Regions from separate parts of the Arachis hypogaea genome. Here region 2 is linked to region 1. Evidence: chromatin contacts called from public Hi-C data. All regions are on one chromosome and are shown on one strand. Each heading gives the region's core, a stretch centred on a gene start, on an enhancer-like site or on the middle of the called end of the contact. The rest is flanking DNA. Distances are from core to core; before and after follow the strand shown.

What was found. A called contact is a pair of places that touch in the nucleus more often than the background predicts.
Region 2: a Hi-C map of an unstated tissue shows a contact between it and region 1, with 2.6 times the contacts expected there. The contact joins the promoter of LOC112748712 here to the enhancer-like site in region 1. A contact is called at or near these places in 3 of 8 Hi-C or Micro-C datasets (leaf and an unstated tissue).

What each region holds. Positions count from the first base shown.
Region 1 is chr15:8,868,352-8,876,074 of arahy.Tifrunner.gnm2.J5K5, reverse strand. No RefSeq gene overlaps it. Among protein-coding and RNA genes, the nearest start is that of LOC112748711, 25 kb to the left of the region's middle. Within about 2 kb of position 3,569, at least 3 of the 3 cell types and tissues checked have open chromatin away from gene starts, as enhancers often do.
Region 2 is chr15:8,907,985-8,915,707 of arahy.Tifrunner.gnm2.J5K5, reverse strand. LOC112748712 reads right to left here and starts at 4,837. Exons shown (of 11, transcript XM_025796952.3): 1 at 4,687-4,837; 2 at 4,430-4,570; 3 at 3,980-4,072; 4 at 3,793-3,909; 5 at 3,233-3,652; 6 at 2,839-3,137; 7 at 2,663-2,762; 8 at 2,509-2,568; 9 at 2,302-2,385; 10 at 2,067-2,183; 11 at 853-1,445. The coding sequence starts at 4,495. The coding sequence ends at 1,155. It overlaps LOC112748713, which reads left to right. Exons shown (of 24, transcript XM_025796954.3): 24 at 1-490. The coding sequence ends at 132.

The DNA of each region.
Region 1 (7,723 bases), core at 2,320-4,819:
TTCATCTTAATTCTGGTGCAATTTTATGGTCATCAAAGAAGCAACCAGTAGTAGCACTCTCTACAGCAGAAGCAGAATATATAGCAGCAGCAAATTGTACAACGCAAACAGTTTGGCGAAGAAGAATTCTTGAGGAATTCAACGAGAAACAAAGTACTCCAACAACAATATTTTGCGATAACAAGTCAGCTATTACACTTTGCGAAAATCCAGTATTTCATGGAAGATCGAAGCATATTGATATTTTGGTTCACAAAATCGGAGAGTTGGTGAATGAAAAAGAAGTTGTGATCGAGTACTGTCCAACTGAAGAACAAGTTGCAGATATCTTTACAAAACCGTTGAAGACAGAGTTATTTTACAAGTTGAAAAAGATGCTTGGAATGATTAATTTTACAAGCTTGATTTAAGGGAGGCAATGTTATTCATTATAAATCAACTTGCATCACTAGAATCTTCATGAAGAGTGTTAAAGTCAAAATGGTCAAAGAAGAAGCAAAGTTTTAGTTAAATACAATAATAATCAATTTGCTAAATATTGCTAGAAGTTAACATATTGGAAGCTTGAAGATTTTTTAAGAACATTCAAGAGTACAACTACAACATTCTACAACATTGAAGAAATTCAAAATCAAATTGAATTGAAATTGGAGGCCAAGCAACCCAAATTAGAAGATTATAAAAACTACATGAATGCAAGTTGAAGGAAGATTCATGAAGCCAACTCATAGAATGGTAGTCATTACAAAATTGATTTGTGGTTCATAAATTATTATTTTAGTAGGAAGCATATAGTCTATATAAAGGCACATGTGCCTTGTGTATTGTATGTGTTCCATAAATAAAATGAATATATTTTGAAATATTAAAAATTCTCTCCTTAATATTATGAATGTTGGTAAGTTTGAGAAATTGAAAATATTTTTTTACCAGTATTTACATATCTTTCTCCTCTACGACTATGATTGGATCTTCATCATCCTAATTTGTGCATTGACCTGAATATGAGAAAGTAGCATTTGCTGTTATGATTGTGATCTATATGACACACTTGATAGTTAAACACGTCAAATTATGAAATTAAGATTACTTTCAAAAAATTCTAGCAAAATATAGTAAAATTTTATGCGTCACAATTCAATTTACAAATATAAAATGATGCACAATAAACTTTTTTTATACTATTATAATTAATTTGCTCTTCTAAAAAATTATTAATTTTACATTCCATCTTGTTATAATTAAAAAAATTAATCTAAAAATACTAATTTTTTATAGCATCTTATTATAATTAATATTCTAAATAATTAATAATTTTATATGATATATTATTAAAAATAATAAAATTAATCTAGCATAATTATTAATTTCTTATTAATAAAATTACACAAAACATACTAAAATACATGGGTACATCAACTAATATAAATAACAGTAATATTTAAAATATATAGAATACATACTAGATTATATATATGTACATAAATCAACATGAGATAAAAATTCAGTCTTAGGATAATCAAATATTCATTACAAATATTTTAAAATTTGTGGCAATATATATTTTAATATGATATGTACATATTTTAATACGAGAAAAATCTAGCCTTGAAAATTTTGTGTATTTAGATTGAAAAAAATTAAAATTTTATAAATAGTTGATAAAAAAAACTCATGTTAAATTGATTTAGATTTATTTTTTATTAAATTAATAAAAAATAATAAAAAATAGAATAATAAAATGTATAAATACAAGAGCATATCTAATTTATTTGAGTATATTTTGATTAAATTTTTGTTACAACGTTATAATAATAACGTTATAATATTTATTTAATGGAATTTAATGAATTATATAAGTAGCATTTCACATCTTCTTTTAAAATGATATAGTATCTCTTTATTAAAATCAGCATCATTTCAAAGATAATATCCACTACAAATTTTAAATTTTAATTTTAAATTATTTTCAGTTACTGTAAAAATCAAGAATAATACCCAAAATTAATCCCATTGAAATTGCTCAATAATTCATTTATGAAAAGATATAATTGTGATTGTGTGAATGATAATGTATTTTAAAATTAAAAAATTAAATTTTAATTTAATTTATGCACTTTAAAATTTTTATTTTGTTATTAATATCATAAAAAATATTTTATCTTGTCATTTCTCAATCAGAATATTTTAATTTAATTTATACACTTCAAAATTTTTATTATTCTCTTTATTTGTTTTGTATATTCAAATATGTGATTTGTGTTTTATATATATATAAAATGTATGTTGTAATAATCTAAAAGATGGAACATAATTCATTCATCACTTTGCAATGGAAATTTCAATTCTACTATTCATTTATTTTAAAGGCGTTTACTATGGTATTTAAAAAGTATTGCCTAATTATTAAAATAGGTAAAATAATTAATTTTAAATTTAAAAGTATAAAAGTAAAAAATTTTTAAATATTTTAAAGTTACTATAAAAAGTAATTTAGGCAAAAGTTAGGCACCAAACAAAAAGCACCATATAATTAGCCTATTTTAAAATGGGTTTGAGTTTTGAAGAATTTAATAAAGTTCGCTGGAATATCATTGATAGGTCAAAATTATTACCACCACATCAGATCAATTCTGTAATTTTCACCGTCGAAGATACATGCATCATCGCAACCCTCAACGGGTCCAAGAGCTCCACTGTGGTTTTCACCAGAGTCGAAAGAGGGAAGGTGCTGGAGAAGACGGTGTCGAAACCACCATGGCCAAATGAGAGGAGAAGGAATTGGTGGCGCGATGAAAGAGTGAGTAGAAAAGGCAGTGGGAAGATTTGTTGTCGTCGCCGACGGTGAAGATAATTAAGAGGGAGGGAGAAGGATAATGTACCGTTAATGATGGAATTGAAGACGATGATTAAAGTGAATAAAATAAAAAAAATAAAGAAAATTATGAAAATATTTTTCTCTTAAAAATTATAATAAAAAGGATTTCATTAAAATAAAATATTAAAAAATGATAAATACGTCTTGGACCTTTTAATTTGTGAATATTTAAATTCTCGAAAATTTAAAAATATATTTAAGTTTTGATTTTTTAAAATTTGAATATATAGATTTTTTATATTCACTTGGGTCTTTTAGATCTAATAAAAAAATTAAATATGACACCCATTGTATTGAAATAGTTAATATAAATACATATATGAGAGAGATTTTAAATTAGGACACATTAGACCCAGAAATTAATGTGTTCAAATTTTAAAGAAGTCAGATCAAAAATCAATGTTCAATTTATTTTTTTCCTAAAATATTTTATTTTAATCAATTTGACTTACCGGTAAGCAAAATCACTTTTGGGCGTTTTAGTGACACAAATAGATGCAGCTTACCAAGTAGATATCCTTTTTTTTTTTTTCCCTCGAACTGAAGAACTCTTCATCGTAATAGGCTCAAATTGCCCAAACAAAAGCCATAAAAGGTACGATAATTTAGTGATTGCAATTCATTGGTTAACCCCTTGGACTTTTCTGACATATTTTGCTACCTGGGGACAATATGCGTTAAGGCCTAATAGTCACGGGTTTAAAAAACTTTTCCGCACATGCAATGGGCCGAATAAACAAACCGATACATATCATGCATCATTTTATCATTTCTCTCAAGAAACTGTGCATATTGCTTTCGTTTTCAAAAGATATTTCGTAAAGAATAAAGTATATGTTGTGTTTGTACCCAGACAAAAAAATATATGTGGTGTTAAGAATTGAATATTAAAACAAGATAAATATAATTGATATTTATATTTTAACTTATTTTTTATGAGCAATGATATAATTTATGGCCCAATTCAAAGAGGCCCGAACAAAGAACTTGAGATTGAGGAAGGAATTGGGTCGAGCAATCAAAATGAGATCGAAAACAAAAGAGTGAGAAGGTCTCCAATTTGAATGAAGGACTACTATACTTGAGAAAAGAGTGCAGCAAAAGAATATTTGTCATAGTTAGTTACGTAACAGAGTGAGTGGTATGCATAAAGAGAGTAGAGAGTGAGAGGCAATGATTCATTTTACTAGTAATTTGGTGGAGTCTTCTTCCGTGACTCAAATCGAAAATTTGTTGTTATTTGTTTCTTGTCTGCTATATACATTCTCCTAATCTTCACTTTTTCATTATTCTCATATGCTTGATTGTGTGTTAATTCTAGTTAGAGTGTTATGGTGACTGTTTTATTGCAGCAACCCATCAATTAGTGCTTTCATTGAGAGTTATCGGAGATGACGGACGGGATTCGCTTCACTCGATTGGAGGAGCTGACGCTCTCCAACAAGCAAGAAATCTTGACCCTAAGTCGTGGACTCGCCAAGGCCAACGAGAGGGTAGCCGAAATGCAGCATCAACTTACATCCTTAGAGTTGTCCTTGCGGTCAATTGAGAAGTTGTTACAAGATACTATGAAGTTGAAGCAGAAAGTAGAAGAGTCCGGCAGACCAGGAGCACCTCGCCGGTGGGTGACGCTAGCCACAACTCTGGGGGAGACGGATCCGAAGTGAATTGGTCCGTAATGTGAAGGTGAAAATGGCCGAATTACCGATGTTTGAAAGCGATGTGGTAAATGATTGGATTTTTTGAGCTCGACAATATCTTGAGACTTTTGAAGTGTTGATTTTATAGAGGATTGAGTGATTTCCTTCCATTTGGTAGGAGCCGCTTATACGTGGTATTGTTGGGGTGAACAACAACATCACTTACACGTGAGAGTCCTTCTTGGATGCCATGGTACTCCAATTTGGGAAGAACGTGTTTGATGGTTATCAGTGGTTAAGAGAAGGGGGTTGAATTTTGGCCTCCTTTTTTGCTGAATATTACTTAAGAGATATTTTTGCTTTTATCTCCTGTCGAGGTAAGAGACTCCACTTTTTGTCTCCTGAATTTACAAAAATAGAAAAAGAGAAGGGAAGAAATAGTGACACCTAAATGTATCCTGGTTTAGCTACTCAGTGCAATGTAGCCTATATCCAGTCTCTATCAAAATTATGATGAAATTTCACTATCTTTTTCACAAGATTACAAACACTAATAATTTCCTAAGATCTACCCAATCCTATCTGGGACAAATTCAGATTCTAACCCAATTTGAATTTGACTAAGACTTAACCTAGCTTTCAATAGTCAATTGCTAACCCAACTTATAAGAAAATCTTCACAGGATCATGACACAACATAAAAAGATGTACAAAAAAAATCTGAGACTTTTTATGACTTTTTCTCCAAGTTTAACTCACTGCCTTTTACCTATCATTGACTTTTTCTTACAAACCTCACCATGCTTGCCTTTTTCAATGAGACTCAGACAGACTAAACTTAGAAAAAGAAATACAACATGTAAACCATGAAGGAGAAGAACTCAGAACAACTTAGGTAGCTATGAGAACTGAACTCAATGCTCTGTTTTTCTCTCTTACCTTCAACCCTTGGTCGTTCACCCTTAATATAAAAGAGTGAAGCTTCCAAAGTTGAATCAAGTTCAAACCCAATGCTGCCTTCTTCTCCAATCCCCAGAGCATGTAGCGGCTTGGTCAGAGGAGAGAGAGCGCTTTGATTCTGTTGCGTGCAACCTACCTGCTCTCATCTTTTTTTTTTCAAGTTCCTTCAATCTTGACTATGGATTGTTTTTTTGGCCCCACGTTTGGATTTGGTATGTGGATGAGCTTTTGATCATCTTTGACTCCACTATCTCCATGGTTTCTTGAATTGAGATTGAGGCTTGGTAGATTTTTTCATGGTTGCTTGGTGTAGCACAAATGGAGAAAGAAGTCTTTTGACATTCTCTGACTGAATGAGATTAGCTTCTTGCTTGTATCATTTCTTCAAGCTTGGATTTGGAAACCACCTTTTTGTTCTTCACCACAACCTAGCTACTGCAGTTTCTATTTTCTTCTTTCTTCCTTGTTGAGTGAGTGACATGACCGATGAAGAGAGAAGAGAGAGAAGATTTGGCTTTCGGTGAAAGTTTCAAGACAATTAATTGAAATGAATTTTGAGTTCAAGTTTCTGAATGGTGACCTAGTGAAGTGTGTGGCTTTGGCTTTGTGATCACCGAATAGACTTGAGATGATTTGGACCATCTTTCTTTCTTTTCTCTTATTTGGTTTAGAGGCATGTTATAGGGCTTGGTTTAGTTATAATGGACCAAGATTTGTATTTGTGTGGGCTTGATGATTTGTTTCTTGGGCAATGTTTATTGACTTCATTTTCCTGCACACTAAACCAACCAAATTACACAAACAATTGATAATTACCTAATAATGCTTGTTCATCACTTTAATCAAATATTAGTTTTCCGAATTCATCAGTGTTCTATGATCCTCGCATCGCCATTAAAGAGCTGAAACAAAGTGGTACAGTAGAGGAATATCAAAGTTAATTCACTACAAGAAAAAAGGCCTATGGCCACGCTTTTATGAGGGTGGCGATAGATTAGAGATTTGGCCACTTTTTTTTGCCACGCTTCAAAAGCGTGGCGAAAAGAATCAACGGCCACGCTTTTGTAAGGGTGGCAATTGATTAGAGAAACGGCCACATTTTTTTTCTGCCACGCTTCAAAAGCGTGGCCATAGAGAGAAACAAGGACGTTTTAAAAGCGTGGCGGCAGGGTTTCATTACGGCCACGCTTACAAAACGTGGCCATATCCTGGTACTCTTTTGGCACGCTTTAAAAGCGTGGCCAAAAGTTTTTTTCTGCCACGCTTCGAAAGCGTGGCCGTAGAGTGAAACAACGACGTTTTATAAGCGTGGCGAGAGGGTCCCCAACCCATTGACTCTTACCCGGCCCCAAACCCGGCCCAACCCGGTCCCCAACCTATTGACACTAACCCTAATCTTCGAAAACCACTCTTTCGCCTTCGAAACCACTCGCCTGGAAGAGCTCCTCCCAACCTTCGCCCTTCGCCTTTCGCCCTTCGCCTTCGTCACTCGAAACCACTTCTTCTTCATCTTCTTAATCTTCATCTTCGTCTTCATACTCTTCTTCTCTTTCTCGTTCTTCTACCGATCTTTCTGGATCTCTTGTTCACCTTCGAGCTCCACCAAACATGGGCGATGGCAAGGTCAAGCTCGTCGACGATCTCTTCTCCTCCAAGCCCTCCGATTCCAAAGGTCTGATCGATTTTCCCTTCCAACGCTTCTATTTTTTTATTTTCTCAATTTTTTCCGTTGTTTTTACTTTTAGGGCTCCCTTTCCATTTTTATTTTCCCCTGATTCGTTCTCTCTGTCAATCGCATGCTCAACACGCATGTTCCTTCTTGGTCACAATATTAGCATTGTTTGCGATGCTGTGGACGTACATGGTTTTTTTCTGGAATGAAAAAGCCACAAAGGTGCACTCTGTTTTGGTTATGACTTAAGCATTGTTCCTTCTTGGTGCACTCTGTTTTTTTCTGGAATGAAAAAGCCACAAAGCTTGATTTTAGAATAATAATGTTCATCTCTTGGTTGCTATTCTTGATTCTTGATTTTCGTTATGATTTTTTACTGCTTCAATTTTTTCCTGTTTTGTACTTGATTTTTGGTTCTTGATTTTTCCCTGTATCTATTTTTCATTGCTCATTTCTGTTCTTGATTTTTGTTCTTGTATTCTATCTGCATCTATTTTTCACTGTCAGTTTCTGTTCTGTTCTTGATTCTTGATTTTTGTTGATTTTGAATTTGTTCTCTAACTTTTGTGGTTG
Region 2 (7,723 bases), core at 3,588-6,087, 38 kb before region 1:
GGATATGATGTATGTGATTTATGTGGAGCCAAATTTTCAGCCGTGACTGCCCCTGGATGCATCATCTGTGGAATGGGAAGCATCAAAAGATCGGATGCAACTGCAGGACCAGTTCCTTCGCCATTTGGTTAACTAACTAAGATGTGTGATTTTAATTGCTGTAAACATGTATCACTAGTAAAGCTGAAAGCTGTTGTAAAGAGAAGCAAAACTGGTTGGAAAAAGCTCGTAATCTGGGAAAACCACAGTTCTTCCATTTTGTATACTACTTTAGTTGTGTGATTAGTTGTGTGGTCTCGGCTCCTGCCGCCTTTTCTTTTGGTTTTATCTTTTTTTTTTTTCCTTTCAATTTTGCGAATCATGATGTGTGATTACTGATTACGCATTTTCTGTAATTATGGAGAGTTGTCTCCAGTAATTCTAACATTCATTCATCCTTGAGTTAGAAAGTGTTATTGAGCGCGATTTTATCAGTAATATATTCATTCGGGTAAACAAGACATCATCTTTCATTCTTTTGTGCAGAATTTAATTCTTTTAATTGCTTAACGAACACCCTTTTCTCAGCGATATCGTTGAAAAGGGTCTTGGATCAACGGTGCCCGGTTTACTGTTCCCATCTGTGGTTGCCTTTGTCTATCAGTCTATACGTAAAATGTTGAACTGTGTGGTTGCCTTTGTCTCTCAGTCTATACATAAAAGGTTGAACTGTTTATATTTGTTCAAGTCAACGAGTGAGCTAATTACTGAATTGGTTACGGGTATTTTGCTTTTAGATTTCTCAAATCGCATAATGACATCCCACACCTCTTAAAAATGTATACGGGAAAGTAGTATGCATGAGGACGGTAGTTGAAAAGCAAACAGAAGGTGGCACTTGCCTACCTACACAAATGTTTTATTAGATTAATAACTAGAGTGATGCAAGCTCATACACCCTTAACGTTTAACCACACTTGCGCTTATTACTGGAACTGCCTATAAAAGCATTACAACTAATGCCAACTGCAACGTCCTAAAGGCCAAAAACCCTTTACTAAATAAATAAAAAATAAAAAGGTTACATGCTTTTGAATCTGTACTTTCTATGTGAACTATCCAATGTACAAAACTCCGGAAACCTTGGAAGAGTTGAGTGAAGAGTGTAGCAAGTGTTAATGGTGTAAAAGCAACCTGAAACGGAAGTCATAGGGCATGACTTGCACCGAATGTGTTCCCCTTCCGCCAAGGCATTCAATTGCTTCCTTTCTGAGTTGAAAGGGTAGTTGGAGGCACACCCAATCCACCAATGACGTCATGTCCTTTGCAAAGTCAAGTAAATACCAGTCCAGTAACTTTGGTATCATTAGCTTCTTTGTCTTCGTAATCCCAACTGACGCCTGCAAATAATCCCTCTTTGCTGCTTCTAACTCATTTTCTATCTCTGATGCTGTGTACACCCTCACCTTCACATCAAAATAACATACATTTTGTTCAATCAATTCACCCAGCCAAGCAAATATATTCAATTTTTTAACTTATATATATATAAAGGAAAAGTGTTTGCCCCACACGTGACTTCTTTGGTCTGAAGGTCATATTTTGTCAGACTAGTTGATCACATGCTAAGAGTAAGTCAGCATGCCATTACTTTAAAAGGAAATAAAAGATTTTTCTTTTAACAACTATCGTATATAAAATATAGAGAAAATGATAAATATGTCTTTAACCTTTTGTCCCGCGGATATTTTCGTCCCTGACTATTGGAAAATACTTTTAAGTTCCTGACTTTCACAAAACTTGGACGGATCAGTCCCTCTGTCCAAATACCTCTGTCAGGGACTGATCCGTCCAAATTTTGTGAAGGTCAGAGACTTAAAAGTATTTTTCAATTGTTAGGGACGAAAATGTCCGCGAGACAAAAGTTCAAGGACCTATTTGTCCATTTTTCTAAAATATATATTAAAAATAAATTAAACAATACATATTTTGTATGTCTATGACATTTTTTTTACAACATGATCCAATAATGAAAGAACATGCATAAAGTCATAACAGGATTGTGTTGTAAGCTGAGAGAAACATACCGCAGGGGAAGACCAGCTTCCACAGGAAAGTGCAAAGGTAACTAATGGCTCAGACCATTCCAACCCAAATATGCTTCGTGCTTGCATCTCATCATTCCTTGCAGCTTTTGGGCACGTCTGTCGCATTTACCAAATATCAGAATTCAAGTCATCATGCATTGTAATCTACAAAAGCATCACCAACAAAATAGCATAGGAAAATGAAACCAAAAACTAAGTGCAATGCTATACTTACAAATTTGAGGTGATAAGGTAGTCTCAAAATGAAGTGCTCTATTGTGATTGCATTGAACAATTGGCCCCCAACTATTATTCTTGCCTAGCATAATAACCATTTTATAATCTTAGTTAATTTGATCAAACCAATGCTTTAGTCTAATATGCTATAGAATACTGTTGGAAAAGTAAATGTAGGGAATATTTTATAGATCACTGTCTGTACCTTCTGCATTAGTGCTACAACCATTTCAGGGCTTTCAGGAATGCCATGCTCTAAATATGCCTACACAAATATTCAAGCCAGAAAACATTATGCTGATTATCCTCAACATGTTACATAGGCTAAGATATTAATGATATCAAATTATATATCTTACATTCAGCATGCAGGAATTATATGTGTTTATCCAGAATGCAAGCTTCTCTTGATGAGTAAGACCCTTCAATTTCACAGAAGCAAGCTTCCCAAGTAGAAACCTGAACAAGCTTATTAGATTAGAGGAACATAACAACCAAGAAGAGGTAGTAAGTAGTAACCCTTTATATAACTTACTTTAATCTGTGGATCAGAAACACTGCATTTGTTGTTCGGTTGAGATCAACATTGGAGGCTTTAATCTCACACAGATTATTGTATGCACCAACATCTCTTCTTGTTTTGGAATCTGAACAGATACCATAAGGATCATTCAACTGTTCCTTTTCCTTGCCAATTCTCAAAAATATGCTACACAAACACTTGACAAGATCCTCTGAAACTCTGTTGGGTGTGCTATCAACTTCCGGTGCCTTATCGTCCGACGAACTTGAGGAACTCTGTGCTCTTTCTTGATCTACTAATCTCCACTCTAACTAAACACCCGGAAAAACAAATCATTGAACAATCATCTCTCATAATACTCATTCAGTTATCCAGATAACAATTGAACAAAAATACTGTTTGGTACCTGCAACTTTAAGTGATCCACACATTTCTCAGATGATTGCTGTTTCATTGGAGATTTCCTTACTGGAGTAATCACTTTAGCAGCCTTCTTTTCTGGAGATTGCTTGCTCTTCACAGGGCTATGAAACAACTTATTCTCCTTTCCTCTTCCCTCCTCCAAGACGGATGACAACGAATCTTGTTTCATATGAAATGGTTTTCCATTGGGACTAGCTGATGAATTAAGCTCACATTGGGACAAAGATTTTGACCTTTGATGTTTGGAATTGTTATCAATTTCGTCACTGGAATTTTCAGGATTCCTCTTAGAGGAACTGTATACAGCTTCCTGATATAAACCTTGTCTGAAACTCACAACTTGTTCTTCTAATCGAACCACTTCCTCTTCTAATACTGCTACCTCAGCCACAAGCTCCAATGTCTATAAACAAAAGGACAAAACATTACTTGTAATTCATTTTCAATGCAACACTACAAACAATCTATGTATGTAAGAAACCATATTACATTGCTCAAATTTGTGTTCTAGTAAGGAAAAGATGAAGGAATGAATGGACTAACATATGGAGGGAGATAAGGAGGAAGGCGTGGAAGAGATCCCAAAGGTCTTGTGAAAGCTCTTTCTAATGCTCTATGCACATTCTCTTCATGTCTCAGCTTTCTCTTCAACTTATCAACCTGTCAAGTTTGAAAACATTAATTTACTGTATGTACTGAAGATTTATTTCACTAATAAATTATCACATACATCTTGTATCAAAGCCATTTTCCTTTCTCGATTCGATCCACGCCCATTTTTCTGTGCAGGCATTGCTTTGCTCCCTCTACTTTCCATCTTGTCCTGCTTTGCACATTCAGAGATAGAATCTTTGAAAAGCAGCAAAAAGAAAGAACTAGCTAGAGCCTCTGATATGTTTCTTATGACAAGTAAAAGAGCCAAGCTTCCACTTTCCAGATTCGGATAATATTCAAAAGAGGAAGAGAAATTCTATCTGCCTACTACAGTTTAAAGTAGTTTAAGCATTGAAATCAAAACTCTTTTGGGAGCTTTTAAGCTATGTAACCATAAGAATAATGTTTTCTTGTAGTAACCTACAACCTCATATGACAATTTTCTTCTTAAGATCTTGCAGTAAGAGAACAACGAAAAGTAGAAGAAAAAGAATGTAGAGGAAGAAAGGTAATGAATGAAATGTACTTTGCGACCATCATTGAAAGGAGCTTTCATTGCCTGAAGAGTGGTGCGTGCTCTGTTGTTATTCATCTGCTATAGGAATGCCACTTTTTCAGAAACCGAGAAAAAAAAAAGAGAACAATGCAATCCTTATAGGCTATGGCACTGCAAAAAAAAAAGGCCAAAAACATGTGAGAAAAAGAACGGGTTTTGTGTGTGTGAGTGATAAAAAGTAAAACTTGCAACTCAATAAACAATAATAGAAAGCAGCAGATACAAACCGAGAGACCCTTTTGGAGACAGAGTTACAGAGAAGCAAACTCAGAAAGATTCATTTTCATACAATTCATAAAGCGGGAAACTTGGAAGAAGGAGAAGCAGACACAGCAATAACAACTGCCAGCTTCTTCTGAGAGTATAATGAGCTTGGTTTATACTTTATAGTATTTATATATATATATATGAAATTTTAGATTCATGTGAAATCTAATATTATAGGTCCTTGTGGATCCACCACTAATAATATAGATTCTGTTCACCAAAAAATGCTTCTACAGGATAAGGGAGTGGACTGACATGGAAAATTCTTAAGCCTTATTTATATTTATTAAATATATTCTCTTTTTCGTCTTGGTGCTATTTTGCAAGGCTTATTATCTTTGTTTGATATAGAAGTTTTTCATATGAAATTATTAGTTTGCTACCCATATTTTAGAATGGACTCAAAGTGGAAGAAATAAAAGTTGTATTAGAAAGAAAACAAAAGATAAAGGGTGCACTTTTCATCATAGTGTGAAAGTGAGTGCCATAAACTGCTTATTCTCTGTGTCTGTTGCTAATATTGCTAATTGTTTTTCATTTTCTATGATCTAATATTATTCACTTATTTGTACATTTAAAATTAGAAAATAGCTTTAGGATTGATTCACTATGATTTTAGAGTAGGCCAAGTGAAAAGTTATTAAAGATTAGTGAGATTGAAAATGTATTCTATATTTCTATCTGGCACTGATAAAAGGAGAGAAAAATAAAAGCTAAAGAGATAAATATGAAACTTTTCCAATTGAAAACTTTGTGCAAACTTGCCTATTACAACTTTTGAATCATTGAGCATTATTGATCCTTTGAAAGAGAAATGAAGGGGAAGGATTTTTAGGTTTTTTACCCAACTTTATTTAAAGCAGAGGATATCTCACTATTTAATGAGTTCTAAATTCTAATCATTATGTTAACGACTAGTATTTATCATAATTTGATTCATATAAGCAACTAAAATGAAGCAAAAATCAATAAGAAATTCCGCATGTTGCACATGTCAATTATATTAGTTATAAACTATATTAATAATTACTAATTCAAGCAGTCTAAGAAGTTTGCCATTGTAATACTTAATCATTTTCAAGTTTTTAATCTTAAATATTTGTTAAAGAATAAATAAAATTCCAATAATAATAACAATAAGGGGAATGAGTGGACTTTGTTAAGGCATGTGATCACAACTAAAAAGCTTATTAGTGAAAGGTAGTGTCCTCAAGTAGCAGACAGACTCAAGAATAGTTTATTCACATAATAATCCATATTCATTGATCATAAAGCGGACCATTAATGAAGTTGATACATGTTTTCCATTTCCAAATTGATTCTATCTAAGATCTGATTCATAGCTTATTCAAACAGCATTAACTAAATACATATTTAATTCTTAATTGTGAGCCAAACACAGTGCAACTTTTTTCCGAACGTGATAAAAGGATTTACTAATCAATGTTATTATTATTAATAGACTTTTATTAAAGACATTAATTAAGATATCTCTTTTTTTTTTTTTTGGGTTTCCACGGTATCCCCAACCCGACAGGCCAAGGACTAATCCGTCGCGGATTGGAGCTCCATTTAAGGGTCTGCCGCTGGTCAATGGGTTGCTGCATGCACAAGGCGGAATTCGAACCCCCGACACTTACTTAAGCGGACGAGTGAACTGAACACTCGAAGTTTGTTACATTAATTAAGATATCTAATTAACTATTAAGCATTACTTTGACAAGAAAAAAAAAGAGATGCAATAACGTTGAACTATTTTAATAATAAGTAGCTAGAAGTGAATAGAAGGAATTTATAAAACTAAATACAAATAATTGGAGACATAAGATTAAGATGCAAGCAAGTGTGGACTTGATTCTGCCAAGTTCAGAGATGCTACAATAGTTTTATATTTTAATTAATTAGATTAGTACGTTAGATTCTCAACTACTATTAATACGACGGATTAATAATAATTGTCAAAGGATATCCCTGAAAATGTGTTCCATTTCACTGTCTTGGCTTCTAAAAACGACACAAATTGGAAAGGACAGAAGAAACAAAGGAAAGAGACCAATGTCATAGACTTGTTCTAATAATGGCAGTGAAAGAAAACAAACAACACACAGCTTCACTCTCCATAGAACACACTATATATATTTAATCAATTAATTAAGAAATGAAAAAGTTAAAAGTGTAAGTAAGTAAATAAGGTGGGGGCTTGATGCAGAGACATTCCCAATGCATTAGAGACAAATAATTATTTTGAGTTAAATGACAACTCTAATAATTAACATGCATGCGTGATTCAGACGCCTTCATTCTCACCCTCATATATATATATATACTCCCTTTTTAATATAGAATTTTGAGTAAAAAGATAAATAAATCTTTAAAAATTTATATTTTATATATGTTATGAAATTATTTATCTTAAAAATTTAATATGAATAGTTATATTCGTAAGAGTTTTTGTTTGGGTTTGTTTTATTTTTGTAATAGGTTTTTTTTATCTTATGTTATTTTTTCATTTTTAGGATTTGGATATAGAATTCTGATACTATGTTATGAAATCATTCATCCTAAGAGTTTAAGAGAAAAAAAAAAAAAGATAACATAAATAGTTATATTTATAACATGGCAAATTAATTCTTAAAAAAATACTAATAAAGCTAGCGACATTACCTTTAAATTAGCCTTTATGATTACGGTAAAAATTCTTAGTTTGAATCTATGATGCACTGATATTGACACGGAATACAACACGACACGAACATGCCAACACGCGAATTTTAAAATCTTACAAGACACGGAGAGACGCATACATATAAAATATAAAGTATTTTTTTAGATAAATCGTAATGATATTTTGATATTTAATTGATATTAAAATATAAATAATTTTTTAATTATTTTTAATATCTTATTTTAATTATATCAAGTATTTAAAATATTTTTTTGTTTTAATAAATAATAATATATACTATATCTAAATTTATTTCAAGAATATATGTTAAT